Regions from separate parts of the Rattus norvegicus genome. Here all the other regions are linked to region 1. A link is a contact called in public Hi-C data. All regions are on one chromosome and are shown on one strand. Each heading gives the region's core, a stretch centred on a gene start, on an enhancer-like site or on the middle of the called end of the contact. The rest is flanking DNA. Distances are from core to core; before and after follow the strand shown.

Evidence for each region. A called contact is a pair of places that touch in the nucleus more often than the background predicts.
Region 2: a Hi-C map of liver shows a contact between it and region 1, with 4 times the contacts expected there. The contact joins two enhancer-like sites. A contact is called at or near these places in 4 of 12 Hi-C or Micro-C datasets (Schwann cells, frontal cortex and liver).
Region 3: a contact with region 1 is called in a Hi-C map of liver, with 7 times the contacts expected there. The contact joins two enhancer-like sites. A contact is called at or near these places in 9 of 12 Hi-C or Micro-C datasets (the A7r5 cell line, the Rat2 cell line, frontal cortex and 5 more).

What each region holds. Positions count from the first base shown.
Region 1 is chr1:165,188,912-165,193,636 of GRCr8, reverse strand. All of the region lies in intron 3 of Arap1 (ArfGAP with RhoGAP domain, ankyrin repeat and PH domain 1), which reads right to left. Among named protein-coding and RNA genes, the nearest start is that of Arap1, 31 kb to the right of the region's middle. Within about 2 kb of position 2,011, at least 70 of the 93 cell types and tissues checked have an H3K27ac peak or open chromatin away from gene starts, as enhancers often do. A contact at or near this core is called in liver, where this site is marked.
Region 2 is chr1:164,753,586-164,758,310 of GRCr8, reverse strand. No RefSeq gene overlaps it. Among named protein-coding and RNA genes, the nearest start is that of P2ry2, 24 kb to the left of the region's middle. Within about 2 kb of position 2,255, at least 30 of the 93 cell types and tissues checked have an H3K27ac peak or open chromatin away from gene starts, as enhancers often do. A contact at or near this core is called in liver, where this site is marked.
Region 3 is chr1:164,826,419-164,831,143 of GRCr8, reverse strand. It overlaps a transcript of Fchsd2 not described here. Among named protein-coding and RNA genes, the nearest start is that of Fchsd2, 42 kb to the left of the region's middle. Within about 2 kb of position 2,028, at least 3 of the 93 cell types and tissues checked have an H3K27ac peak or open chromatin away from gene starts, as enhancers often do. A contact at or near this core is called in liver, where this site is marked.

The DNA.
Region 1 (4,725 bases), core at 762-3,261:
CTCAACAGCTGGGTCCTGCACTCCTCACTTCCCCCATGTCACTTCTGTCCTTCCTCCTCCACCATGGGCTGCTGCACACCCTGGCTCTGTCCTACTCACTTCTGCCCAGGCCACAGTACACAAAGCTCTTATCAGGCCTCCTTTGTAGGAACAGAGGTCTGCAGCCTGCATGCCACTTGACACTTCTTCCTGGGCCAGGGGCTCCCCTTCCTAGGCACTACTGTGGGCCTGGCTTCTGCCAGAACGTTTTACATAAAATGACCCCAAACCATGGATCCCCCTTTTGCTTAAAACTCACTTCACCCTCCAGGAAATCCACCCAAATGTGGATTTCACCCTCTAGTTAACAGCCTGGTGGGCCTCCATACCACTCCAAGACCTGAGCCCCACAGACCAATCCTGTTGTGGTGGGCAAGAGGCAGGTAGCATCTGCTCTGTGTATTTCCTGGGTCTGACTCTACTGTCTCCCTGAGGACAAGAAGAGCAGGTCAGCCCATGGCGAGCTTTCAGACAGATCCATGACCCCTCCCCCACACTTCTGGTGACCAGTCCAAAGTAGAGGCCATAATATGTTCCCAGTGACCCAAGGGGTGCTGGGTTCATTAGGGATTCCTGATAACTGGAAGGAGGGGAGGGCAACCTCACACTCAGCATGCACCCACCAATCACCCAGACACCACGGGAGGAACCATACAAATGAAATGCCAGCCCTCTTTAGGTAGGTCCCTGTCACCTTGGGCTGGGGGTATGGGAATTTAGACACATAGCATTCTTGAACTTAACACACTAGCCTAAATTCCCTTGGGGAGCCAAGGGAATTGCCTTATGGTGCAGGAAAGTGGGAATGAATGCCAGAAGAGAGCAAGGAGCAGAGGACCCTCCTACACAAACACAAATGCACATGGACACACACACACACACACACACACACACACACACACACACACACACACTCACCCCAACAACAGTCTGTGGGGCAGGTCTGACAAAGGCTCAGAAAACAGGCATTTAGGATCACTAGGAAAGGCTGATGTGGAGACAACAGAGAGAAGGAAGGAGAAGGGGGACAGTGTTAGAAAAGAGCAGAACAAAACAAACAAACAAACAAAAAAAAAAAAAACAGGAGAAGCCGAGAAACGGTCCTGGAACTGTCTGAGCAAACCAAGGGAAAGCACAGCATCCTGGAAAAGCAGCTCAGAAAGTGACAGTCACACAAAGAGTGACTCATCCTCCAACCCTCCCACCTGCCCAACACCCTAGCCAGGGCTGCCCCTCACTCACCCTCAGAGGCCTGCTGAATCCTGTCTTGGGCCTGAGAACGCCTAAGGCTCCAGCCAGGTGGAGCAGTATGTGCCAGGGTGCCCTGTGTCTGCCGGTGGAAGCTTGTGTGGGCTCTGGCTGGTCCTGTGGCCAGAGCCCCTATTGTTGGCTGTGTCTGGGTCTGTTCCCTTGGATATGTGAGCCCCAGGTATGTCTATGTATACCTATGGGGAGTGTCTCTGAATGTGTGTAAATGTGTGTGTGTGTGAATATAATCATAAGTCTGTCCGGGAGGGAAAGAGATTGCGTGAGTGTATAAGTGTGTGTGAGTGTGTGTGTGTGTGTGTGTGTGTGTGTGTGTGTGTGTGTGTGTGTGTGTGTATCCAGCTCTGGTCTTTGCTTCCTGCTCTCTGCCTCTCTTACCCCCTCCCCGCCCCCCTTCAGCCTAGGCCAACACACTTCCTGAAAACACTGAGAGAGAAAGAGAGAAACGTCACCCATAATCCCCTGGGACAGATACTTCCTCCCCGCCCCTCAGGCCACGCCAGCACCAGCCAAAGTAAAATGGGGCAATTAGCCCTGTCAGCTGGTCCCCTGAGGCCTCACAGGGTACCAGTCCAGGAAGCCCTGATTCTGGCTAGCCCTTATATGAATCCTCCACCCTAACCTCCTGAAAGAGGCCCAAAGAGGCTGCAAAATAGGCTCCCTGAAGGGACAGTTTCTGCCCCAGCAACAGGTGATCAGTCTTCAGAAAGACCACGGATTGGCTGAGCGGCAAGGCATTCTGGGGCACTGAAGGGAAACCTTGCAAGGTGTGACTCCTGACAGTGGCTGGCCACTCTGGGCAAATACTTCCTTTCCCTCAAATACCTATAGGTATCCGAGTATCAGAGGAGGAAGCTGAGACCCACAGGGAGTTGGAAGGGGCTGTGTGGAGTGGCTCTGGGACCCTTGATCAGAAACAATCCCTCTGTGATCCAGAGAAGCAAGTCCTGAGGGTTTTGTCTCTGACATCTGAAGCTGAGTGGACAGGGCCAGGAGGCAGGATCTGAATGCTGGTTTCCTCTCTGGGGTGGAGTGGCTTTGGGCAAGTTTCCCTGCAGCCAATTCATAGGCATGGGCTGAAATAGTCAATGTTACAGATGCAGAGGTAAAGTGGGGTCTTCAGGATGTGTGTGAGCCTGCCTCTAAAAGCCCTCAGTTTGACCAGGCAGGAAGGAGGGAGCCCCATCTTTCCTTGTTTTCTGGTTTGCTTACAGCTTTTCTGTAGCCTAGAAGACTATCAGCCTCTTGCTTGTCACCATCCCCACAGATGGGATGACAGGAATTAAGGAGAAGGCTTTGGAGTGATGCGCTCAGGGTCCCTGAGCTCTATGGCCAGTCTGAACCTAGGCCTGCTCACATCATCTGAAGACGTCCAAGCTCAGCACCCACAGTGTGAAATCCCCTGGCATCACTGGCCTTTCCTCTCCATGACATGTCAAAGGGGCCTATTAGGTACTGCTTGCCAGGCGTTCAATAGTAAAGGAAACACTGACGAAGATCCCACAGCCCTAGGAGAGCTGACATTCTAATGGTGCCTGGCAGCATATGCACACACATATGTGCACAGTGACTCACACTTGACAGTACACAAACACTAAACGTGCCAATCTGCTTACCCAAACAGCATCTGCACACTATTAACAATGCGAACTGGCACTGCCAGCCCCACAGCAGCAATACGCTCAGGCTTGTGCATATGCCTACTCAGCCCGGGGGACCCGGATATACTGACCTGTCACCCGTACAGATCCCTGTACCTATTAGGACCAAGCATGGCCACCTGTAGAACCAACACAAATATGCACCACCCTGACAGCTGGCCAAATGTGCATATGTGTACCTACACATGTGTACAGACATGCAGACAGGCAAAACACCCATACACATAAAGTAAAAATTAAAAACAAAACAAAACAAAACCAGTGGCTGGAGAGATGGCTCAGAGAGCACTGAGTGCTTTTCCAGAGGTCCTGAGTTCAATTCCTAGTCAAATTCCCAGATGGTTCACAACCATACGATGCCCTCTTCTGGTATGTCTGAAGACAACGACAGTGTACTCATATACATATTTTTTAAAAAACCTAAAGCCTTTGTCTATCCATGAGCTGAGGACCGCAGATGCCTACGACTATCGAGGCCTCATCCCCAGGACAAAGGACGCCAGGCCTGGCACCACTTTGCCCTAAGGAATGGCCCCAAACTGTGCAAATCAAGATGTCTCTTTGCAACCTGTGGCTCCACATCCAGGAGTCAACAAACTGCAGATCCAAAAGTGTGCAGCAAACCCACATCTATCCTGAATACATGAGGCTTCTTTTCCTTGTCCCTATTCCCTGACAAATCCGGTATGGTAGTTATCTACAGACAATTCGCAGTGTATGTGGCACTGTAAGTAATGCCCAGAAGATTTGTAGTACAAGAGATGGGGCTGGAAACACAGACCAGTGGGAAAGAGCTTGCCTAGCATATGCACAGCCCTGAGTTTGATCGACCCTAAAGCACAGAAAAACAAACAAACAAACAAACAAACAAGGCAAAAAAGCATGAAGAATGCATACAGATTTCTTGCAAGTATTACACCATTTTATAATTTGCCCCAACCCCATTCCTACTGAGGGGCCAGATGTCTTATTTAGAGGCCTTGACTCCCCCCATACACTAGCCAAGTACCTGTGTCCGGACTGTAGCTCTGAGAGTGGGCCTTGTATCCTGGGGCCCAGGGCTGTGGGCATGATTTTTATTTACCCTGAAGGTTTCCTGAACAGGTACAAGTGTCAGGAGACCCACAGAGGGCCCAGATAGGTCAGACAGGGCATCAAGGGCAGAGGGCAGAGGGCAGAGGGCAGAGGGCAGAAACCCCATCCTTGTTTTTTTCCTGATTTACTTACACCTTGGTCTATACCCTAAAATCTTATCCCAGGTGAATTCTTCCCCTTGTCCTCTTCTGAAGGCCTCTCCCTTCCCAAAACATCTCCAGAGGGTCAGCCTGGTGAAGTGGAAACTTAAGGGTTTCTTTGGAAAGTCAGTTGTGTCAGATGGTGCTTTGCTGGGGCAAACATGTAAAAGAGTGTTTTCCTGAAGCAGACACAGGTAAAAAGACATTTTGCTAAAACAGACAGGTAAAGGAATCTTTCACTGGAGCGGACACGGGTGAAAGGACGTTCTGCTAAAGCAAGCACGTGAAAGGGTGCGTGATGACGGATTCTTTGCTAACCACAGACACGTATTCTCGTCCACCTTACATAGCATTGTTGAGCTCTATTTGTCACCAAGAAAGACACCAAAAATCTTCTCAGAGGATCCTGTGGCTTCTTGCCGCTTCCACAGACTTGGGACAATTGACCGGGTGATGTCAGCAGATACAGACTGGTGTAGAGTTTTTGAAGATAGACTCATGTGAAGACACACGGTGAGGTAAGA
Region 2 (4,725 bases), core at 1,006-3,505, 440 kb after region 1:
TAATGGAAGGAGAGAACTGACTCACATGCTGTCCTCTGACCTCCACAAGCATGCCTCAACATACACATGCACACACACACACACACACACACACACACACACACACACACACACAGTAAGTGTAATTTTAGGAATTTAAAATGAAATAGAATTCAGAGTGAATGAATGTGAACCAGCATTTAGTTTTATTCAGAAGAGCTGAGCACGCAATTAAGCCTTGGGGGCCAATAGAAAGCCAAATCTAGAGAGACGGCTCAGGGTGTAAAGGCTCCACTGCCATGTCAGACAGTCCGGGTTTGATCGAAAGACTTACATGGTAGGAAGGGAGAACTGACTCCCACAGTTGCCTTCTGACCTATACACACACAGCAAGTAGACAGACAGACAGACAGACAGATGTTCAGGAAAAGGACATGACACACCCAAGTGTGACTATGATCATCTCAAGAAAAGGTCAATTTGTCTTTAAAATCTCTCTCTCTCTCTCTTTCTCTCTCTCTCTCTCTCTCTCTCTCTCTCTCTCTCTCACACACACACACACACACACACAGAGACAGACAGTCAGACAGACAGAGTGGGGGAGCGCTGGGGCTGCAGCTCAATTGAAGGTTCTGTCATGTATAAAGCCAAGCGTTTGGTCTCCGGCATCACATAAAACCCAGCACCGTGGTACAAAGCTGTCATCTCAGCAGCATCAAGAGGCAGAGGCAGGGTGCTTAGAAATTCACTGCCAGCCTTGGCATCACAGTGAGTCTGGGGACCCCAGAACCTCTGCCGTAAGATAGGTTTTTTTTTTTCCATTTAAAAAATGTAAAGAACCGGGGTTGGGGATTTAGCTCAGTGGTAGAGCGCTTGCCTAGGAAGCGCAAGGCCCTGGGTTCGGTCCCCAGCTCCAAAAAAAAAAGAACCAAAAAAAAAAAAAATGTAAAGAACCATATAAACAATTTTGGTGACTTCTGAAGTTACACCTCAAAGGGTTGCCAAGAAATGAAAGTCAGACTATCGGGTGATCCTGAGGTACACGCATGCTGTTACAGCTGGTAGGGTAAAGTCCTATCAGGTCGAGTGGAAACTTCAGATGTTCTTTACATCTTGTTTGTGATATTCCCAGAAAATATCTGGGGAAGGAGAGCATGTACTCAGCCCTTAATCGTGGCTCATTGTGACTTTAACACTCACTCTTATCTGAAAATATCTCTACATCTCCATTACAAAAAAAAAACAAAACAAAACAAAAAAAAAAAACAAAAACAAAAAACCCTATTATCTCAGGGCTGGAGAGATGGCTCAGTGGTTAAGAGCACTGACTGCTCTTCCAGAGGCCCTGAGTTCCATTCCCAGCAACCACATGGTGGCTCACAGCCATCTGTAATGGGATCCGATGCCCTCTTCTGGTGTGTCTGAAGACAGCTACAGAGTACTCACATACATTAAATAAATAACTGAGTCTTTTTTTTTAAAATGTGCTGAGGGACCAGGTTGCCGTTGGGGGTAGAATAGCAATGAGAGAGGAGCAGATACCTAGAGATTGAAGGCACAGGTGGACAGCCATCTTGTGGGCATCAGAGTCTGACTTTAAACCCGGGAGCTGCCAGAGGTCAAACTAACACCAGGAGGTGGGACTGGGTACGTAGCCTCATTGGTGGAATGCTAGCCCCGTGTGCATGAAGCCCTAGGTTCAACCACCAGCACATACAAAGAGGGTAGGTGTTGGGATGGGGGATAGTAACAATGGCTGTGGTGGCCTGAATACGTTTGGCCCAGGGAGTGGCACTATTAGGAGGTGTGGCCTTGTTGCAGTAGGTGCGGTCTTGTGGGAGGAAGTGTGTCCCCGTGGTGGTGGGCTTTGAGGTTTGCTCTAATGGTCAGGCTTCACCCAGTGTAGAAGAGACCCTTCTCCTGGATGCCTGAGGAAGAGAATCCTCCTATGTTGCCTGTGGATCAAGAGGTAGAGCTCTCAGCTTCTTCTCCAGTACCACGTCTGCCTGAGTGCTGCCACACTTCCCACCACGATGGTAACGGACTGAACCTATGACACTGTAAGCCAGTCCCAATTAAATGTTGTTCTTTATAAGCGTGGCTGTGGTCATGGTATCATTCCACAGCAACGAAACCCAAGACAACAGCACATACCTATGATCCCAGCACACAGAGCCAGAAGGGTCAGAAGTTCAAAGTCACCCTTGGCTGCACAAAGCATTAGAGCCCAGCCTGGAATATTGAGGCCATGTGCCCTGCTCCCCACGAGAGAAAGGTTCAGCCGATAGGGCACCTGCCATTGAACCTGACAACCTGAGCTAGATCCCAGGGACCCATGGGAGGAGATGACAGATTCTGACTGTCCTCTGACTTACACACGCACGCACTGCACTCATAAATAAATAAATATAATAGTGATGATAGAGCTGGCAGAAGACAGGCTTGGGGGGGTGGCAGAAGAGATGAGAATGTGAACAGGATCTGGCTTTCTTCTCTCCTTTTCCTCCTCACTCCACACATTCCTCCAGCTTGCACTTCCTGTCCCCAGAATTCCTGGCAGCAAAGGGATGTGGGCGGAGGCAGTCGGAAGCCTAACTTCTACCCAGTTGTCAGTTCTTAGAGCTGTCTCTTGTTTCTCGGCTGGGCTTTGACGCTGCACTGCTGCCCCTTAGTGGTCAAGTCCTGCTGAGGCACAGGGAATGGAAAAGCGTCATCCACTGCGACCTACCTGGATGGATTCGTGACCTGTTTGGTAGTCAGGCTGTTGCTGGATAAGGGCAAGGGTGGGATAGGAAGGGTGGATTGAAACAGAGATCCAATCCTGCCAACTATGTGACGGTGGCTGCCTCTGCCTCTGCCATAGCATCTGCTTCCTAGCTCCCCGGCCGGGAAGGAGGTCATTCTGTTCTGGGCACTCATCTGCCTGTAGGAAAGCTCTACTCAGTGTTCAGTCACAGCCAAAGAAGGGTGCAGCCCAGACCAATATCCGGGCGGGACACTTTCTCTTTGTCTCATTCTAGCACAGCGCCCCTCACCAGACACCCCTCCTGTCTTGTTTTCTCAGTGTAGCTCCCAAAGCTGGATTCTATTCCATGGGAAGTGTGGCCGACAGAGCTGTCTTAGCCGGCGATGTTGGCCTTCAAATGGCAGAAGTTAGTCCTGTAACTTGGAGGCCCAAGCACAGCAGTAGGGCAAGAACATCTGACTGATGCAGAAGTGGAGCTGAAGTGTTGGTGCCTCGGACAGAGCAAGATGCACAGAGGTGATGAGCAAACCTGGGCTAGAGCTCCAGGCCGTCGTCCCTGTTCTCCCTGCTCACTGCTCCCCACAGCTTCCACCGACCCAAAGACAGACGGAAACCCTGTAAGGCCCACATCATATAGCACTGAGTCTGAGCCCCAGCTCTCACGTCCATGCACGTTAGGGTTAGGGTTAGGGTTAGGGTTAGGGTTAGGGTTAGGGTTAGGGTTTAGGGTTAGGGTTAGGGTTAGGGTTAGGGTTAGGGTTAGGGTTCTTTGCACCTGTGACATTTATACCTTGTTAATCACGTGACCGTAGGCATCTCCACTTCCTCATCATCGAAAAGGCAAAACTGTACTCAGCCCATAGTTTATCTCCACCCTCTGCCTCCTCCTGCTGGAATAGTTTCCAGAGAGAACATTGCCTGGTTTGTGGGTGCCGCACACCTATTTCCTGAATATTAATGAGTGAGTGAGTGAACGCCAAGTTTATAATGAGAAATGAATGAGAAATGAATGAATGAATGAATGAATGAATGCCCAGTTTACAATGAGGAATGAATGAGAAATGAATGAATGAATGAGTGAATGAATGAGTGAGTGCCCAGTTTACAATGAGGAATGAATGAGAAATGAATGAATGAATGAGTGAGTGAATGCCCAGTTTACAATGAGGAATGAATGAGAAATGAATGAATGAATGAATGAATGAATGAATGAGTGAGTGAGTGAGTGAATGCCCAATTTGCAATGAGGAATGAATGAGATAACATTGGACATGTTGACTACTTTCTGTTGTGACAAAACACCTTACAACAGCAATATAAGGGGGAAGGATACTCTGGCCCACATTTGAAGAGGGGACGCATCCATCATATCTGCAGTCACACAGCACAGAGATGAATGCTGGCACACAGCTTCCTTTCTCCTCTTCATCCAGTGTGAGAGCCCAGTCTGTGAGACAGTGACACTCACCTTCAACATGGATCTTCCCACCTCAGTTAGTCCTCTGCGGAAATGACCTCGAAGACACGCCCAGAGGTATGTCTCCTAAGTGATTCAGTCAGGTTAACAGGGTCAGCCATCACACTGGGTAAACTCCTGCAGTTTAACTAGCACCAGACAGGAGTCATTAGACATTAAAGCCCTCTTCACAAAGTAAAGTAAAAGAAACAGCTGTGTAGCACACAACTGTGGTCCCAGCACTGGGGAGGTGAAGGCAGGATAATCAGAAGTTGAAGCACATCCTTAGCTCACAGCAGAGTGTGAGGCTAGCCTGAGCTAAATGGAGCCAGTGTAAATGAAAAGATAAGGGCTGGACAGATGGCTGAGAGGTTAAGAGCACTGACTGCTCTTCCATAGGATCTGAGTTCAATTCCCAGCAACCACATGGTGGCTCACAACCATCTGTAAATGGGATCCGATGCCCTCTTCTGGTGTGTCTGAAGACAGCGACAGTGTGCTCATATACACAAAATAAATAAATTTTAAAAACTAAAAAAGAAAA
Region 3 (4,725 bases), core at 779-3,278, 360 kb after region 1:
GGACTAACATTAGCATTCCACCCCTGGAACCAAGAACTGCCCACTCTAAGGCCTCTTTGTTTCTGTTGGAAGGAGGTCCTGCTACAGCCCTATTGGGTCAGTGCTGGGAAGACTCAAAATAGGACAGAGATTGAAGGAACTTTTAAAGCGTCTGTATTTTGCCAAGCCCTAAAACTGGCCCTGGGGTTCAAGATGACTCAACCCCTCTCCCTAGGGACACTTGTGTGCTGATGAGTGTATAGACTGCTGTGGGCAATGGGGCTGGGCTTGAGGGTGACCAGAGGAACCCCTACTCTAGGAGGCGGCCACCTAGCCACACCTCCCTAGACTTTTTCTTATTTCCGAACAGATGGGGCAGCTTTGAGTTCTGAGTGCGGCCGAGAGTCTCCAGGAGGAGACTAAAGTGCAGATGGGGCTGGCCCTGATGGAGGTCCAGCGGGATAAACTAGGTTTCCCACTGGGGCAGCCCTCTCTCTGATTGAAGGCAGCAGCTGGGCATAGCCTTGTAATGATGTTTTCATGGGTCTACTTACTAGTCTGTCGCTGGCCCCCCAGGTGACTGATTGTGTGCACATATGGGTGTGACATTGTGACCAACCCAGCAGGGCCCTTCTTCCCTCTTATGCCAGAGCTTGGGACGCTTTAGTACTCTGGATACATCCCCTAGGACAAGGAACAGGCTAAATTTCTCTGTGCCTGTTATTCAATCTGCATTGCGTGTTTCTATAGAGCTTCTTTAAAGGGAGTTTCTCAGAGGCAGGAGGATGAGAGCATGTGCCCACAGTACTCACCATTATTCGGGGAACTCCTCTGACAAATGTCATTTTTGGGGGGACAGGGTGAAACAAGATCTCACTATGTGGTTCTGGCTGTCCTGGAACAAACATATGAGCCACGCTGGACCTCCCTCCCACGTGGTGGAAAAGGCATGTCCCCAAGTACCCAACATATTAAATGAAGTGAATGGGTTCCTAGTGGAGAAAATCCTAAGACTTCCACGGAGAAGCTTCTAGAGAGACTCTAAGACATTTAGTGTCAAGAAGAGCAACTGGGGTAGTCTCATGGGCTCTTTGGTCTTAGATAAGGTAAGGAAGTAGAGACCTAGAGACCGTGAGGGTGGAGTTCAGAAGTTCTGACAGGGAGTGGGCAAGGGCCGAGACACTTGCTATGAGCAAGCAGACTGAAGTCCAGACTCTACCTGGGAATATGACACCATGGGAACCTTGGAGCCCAGATCATCAGAGCCAAAGGGGCATCAGAGCCTGTTGCAGCTGCAGGGACGGGAAGATTGAAGCCTAAAAGGAGAAGGCCGTGTCTTAGGCCATTTGGTGCATCAATAGCAGGGACCAGCTTCAAGCTGGGGTCCTGCATCTCAAGATAGATCATTTCCCTGCTTGTTTTTTAATCACTGTGATAAACACAATCACAACGACCAAAGACAAGTTGTTGGGGAGGCAGAGGGTGGGGGGAGGGGAGCTTATTCCAGCCTATAGTCTCTAGTCTGCAATGAAGGCAAGTCAGGGCAGGAATACAAGGAACCTGGAGGCAGGAACTGAAGCAGAGGCCATGGAGGAACGTTGGTGTCCTTTGCCCCCCACAGCTTGCTCTGCCTGGATTCTTTTTGTAGTAGTTGTTCTGTTTGAGACATGGTCCCTCTATGTGGCTCTGGATGTCCTGAAACTCACAGATATCCCTGTGCCTCACCTCCTGAGTATTGGGATTAAAGGCATGGGCTACCAAACCAGATGTCCATCGCTTTCGGATACTGCCTGCACCCACCTGCCCAGGCGTGGCATGGCCTGCAGTGGACTAGGTCCTCCCACATCAATTGTCAATCTAGAAAATGCCCCCACAGAGCTGCCTAGAGGTTCCTTATTCTCAGATAACATGTGCCATGTTGACTGTGTGGTTCCTCTGTCTTATATTTCAAATAACAAACTGAATTGCAGAGAAAAGCAGGTCTTGACAGAGGACTCAGTCAGAGAGCCACAAAACCAGCCACCAGATCCAAGTGTCCTGACCCCTCAGCCCAGGGCTGCTCCCTCTGTATCATTGTCTCCTGGGGGAGAGGAAAGAGCAGTCCCATTTGCAGAGTCCTTATTATGCAACAAGGCTGTGACACATGGGCCTTTCTTATCTGAATAACCTCAAAGGCAATCACCTCAAAGGCAAATGTTTTTGCCCACATTAACAAATCAAAGAAAACAGGTTCAGAGAGGCAAAGCACCTTGTTATTGGCCACATAGAAAGTAGAGACTCAAGCCAATGTGTGTCCACATTCCACCTGTGCCCTTCTCTTTTCTCAAACTGTATTGAGTTGGGGCCCCTGAGTTGGTAATTGTAAAGGTGTATAGAGAGAGGAAACCAGGGGCAAACTCCAGCACCAGGCTCCAGCTGTCAACTTATGCCAACAACAAAGATCAACAAAAGTGACCTTGGGACAGCAGGCTGTACCTCCCACTGACGGCAGGATTTTTTTTTTCTTTCTGATGTACATTGATCCTCACCTGGCAATAAAGCCACGAAGAACAAACAGCTGGTAGCCAGGGTCCTGTTGACACCCGGTAGTTACAGGTTGGGCACTCTTGACTGAAACTTCAGTTCTGAAGACTATTTAAGATATGGGGTCCTGTCATGGCAGCTCAGAAGGTAAAGGTCTGTGTCATTAAGCCTGATGACCTGAGTTCCACCCAGGATCCACATGATAGAAAGAAAGAACCTACTCCTGAAAGTGGTCCTTTGACTTCTACATGGACACAGAAGCAAATGTGCACAAACACACACACCCCTACACAAATTAAAAAATAAAAAACCAAAAACAGAGAGACAGAGAGAGACAGACAGACAGACAGACAGACAGACAGACACACACACACACACACACACAGGGACACAGAGAGACAGACACACGGGGGGTGGGGGGGTGGGGGTAACTCTTTCTCTCCTAACATAGACAAGTTTTTTGGACTTCTGGTCTACCCAACAAAGGCTAGAAATCATGTCTATCTATGTATTCTCCAGCTGTACTCATTTGCCCTTGCTATCACATTCTTACTCCTTAGCTACAGAAGCAGTCCTCTGTGTGACTGGCCTTCTTACTCAAACCTGTGATAGCTCCATGGTTTCCTTCCACTGGGGCCCAAAGCCAATGTCCACATAGCCCTAGAACTAATAAGCCACAGACTTATTTATGCTGAAGGGATAATGACCATTTGACCTGCTTTGGATCTGCTCACCTGGGCCGAGCCTGTGGTCCTGACATTCCTAAGAAATGTGTCCAAAGTGCCAAAGAACAGCCAGCATGAGTCACCCACCGAGTTCTCTATGCTCTGCTATGCAACCTGACACAAAATCTACATCTGTGCATCTCATCATGTCCCTGTCCTCTCAGATCTCAACCCTTTTAAAACTGGATCCAAGTACAGCATCTTGTATTTCTCTTTTAATTTCCTTCTTCTAAGCAGTAGTAATTTGTGCAGGGCGTGGTGGCTCATACCTTCAATACCAGCACTTGGGAGGTCAGAACATAAAAATGAAAATTGTCACGAGTTTGAAGCCAGTCTGTGTTACGTAATAAGTTCCAGGACCAACAAATATAAGCCATTCGCAAGGCTATGATCAGTTTATCAGCAATCCCTCTAAGTATTGTCTCTTTTTATGCTTAAGGAAGTCTCTCTGTGTGTGTGTGTGTGTGTGTGTGTGTGTGTGTGTGTGTGTGTGTGTGTGTGTGTGTTGTTGTTGTTGTTGCTGCTGCTGCTGCTGCTGCTGCTGCTGCTTTGGTTTTTTGAAAATGGGTTTCTTCTTGTGTATCTCTGGTGTCCTAATAATTGTTCTGTAGACCAGTCTGACCTTGAACTCACAGAATCTTTGTGCCTCTGCCTCCTAACTGCTGAACTTAAAGGCCTGGGCCACCATTGCCAGGCCTACTTAAGTATTGTTTGTTCACATTTTGTTTTTGAGATCTACCCAAAGTTAAATGGTGCTGGTTAAAGAGCTGTGTGCATGCTAGACCATTCCTCTGTCAGCTGAGCTACAACCCCAGACCTCCTTTATGAATAAGACAGGGATAGCTGCAATAAAGGATCCTGTAGGGATCCTGACAGTTTTAGGGTCCCCAGCAACAACTGTTCAGGTGACCATGAGCCTTATCAGGGCAGGACTCTTGTCTTGAGGCAGGATTAATTCAAGGTTCAGAGAAGGGAACGTTGGGTGCAGTCCCCATGGTGCTCTGAAGGACTTCCTGCCCACTGTTTCAGAGGAGATTCAGAGCCCAGCACCCCAGCTGTGACAGTGCCATCGGGAAGCTGCAGGCTGTCTGGCCTTGCTTGGATAGATGTTTTCCTGAGGAAGAGGCTATGCCAGAAACTTCAAACACTCTCTCAGCATCTCTGTCCCTCAAATGTGAATTACCAACTCTCTCAGCAGATGGCAGATGGAGAAACTGAGGCTCACTCGGGTTGAGAAGCCAAGCCTCTCAGATGAACTCCAAGCTTCTTTAACACAGTCATCACAGGCTGGACCTGCGGTCTGTTGTGAACTCCCTTAGGTGGTTTGAAGAAGAAACCTCCGAGGACTGGATGCCTGTTTGGTTGTGAAGATGGACCTTCAAAGCTTATGTGAAGTTGTTTAGCCAGGAGGGTTCCAGAAAGGCTGACAGAGGAGAGTAAGACACTAGCCTGTGAGCTTCACACCCTCTGGACTTGAAGCGAAGTCCTGGCTCCTGTC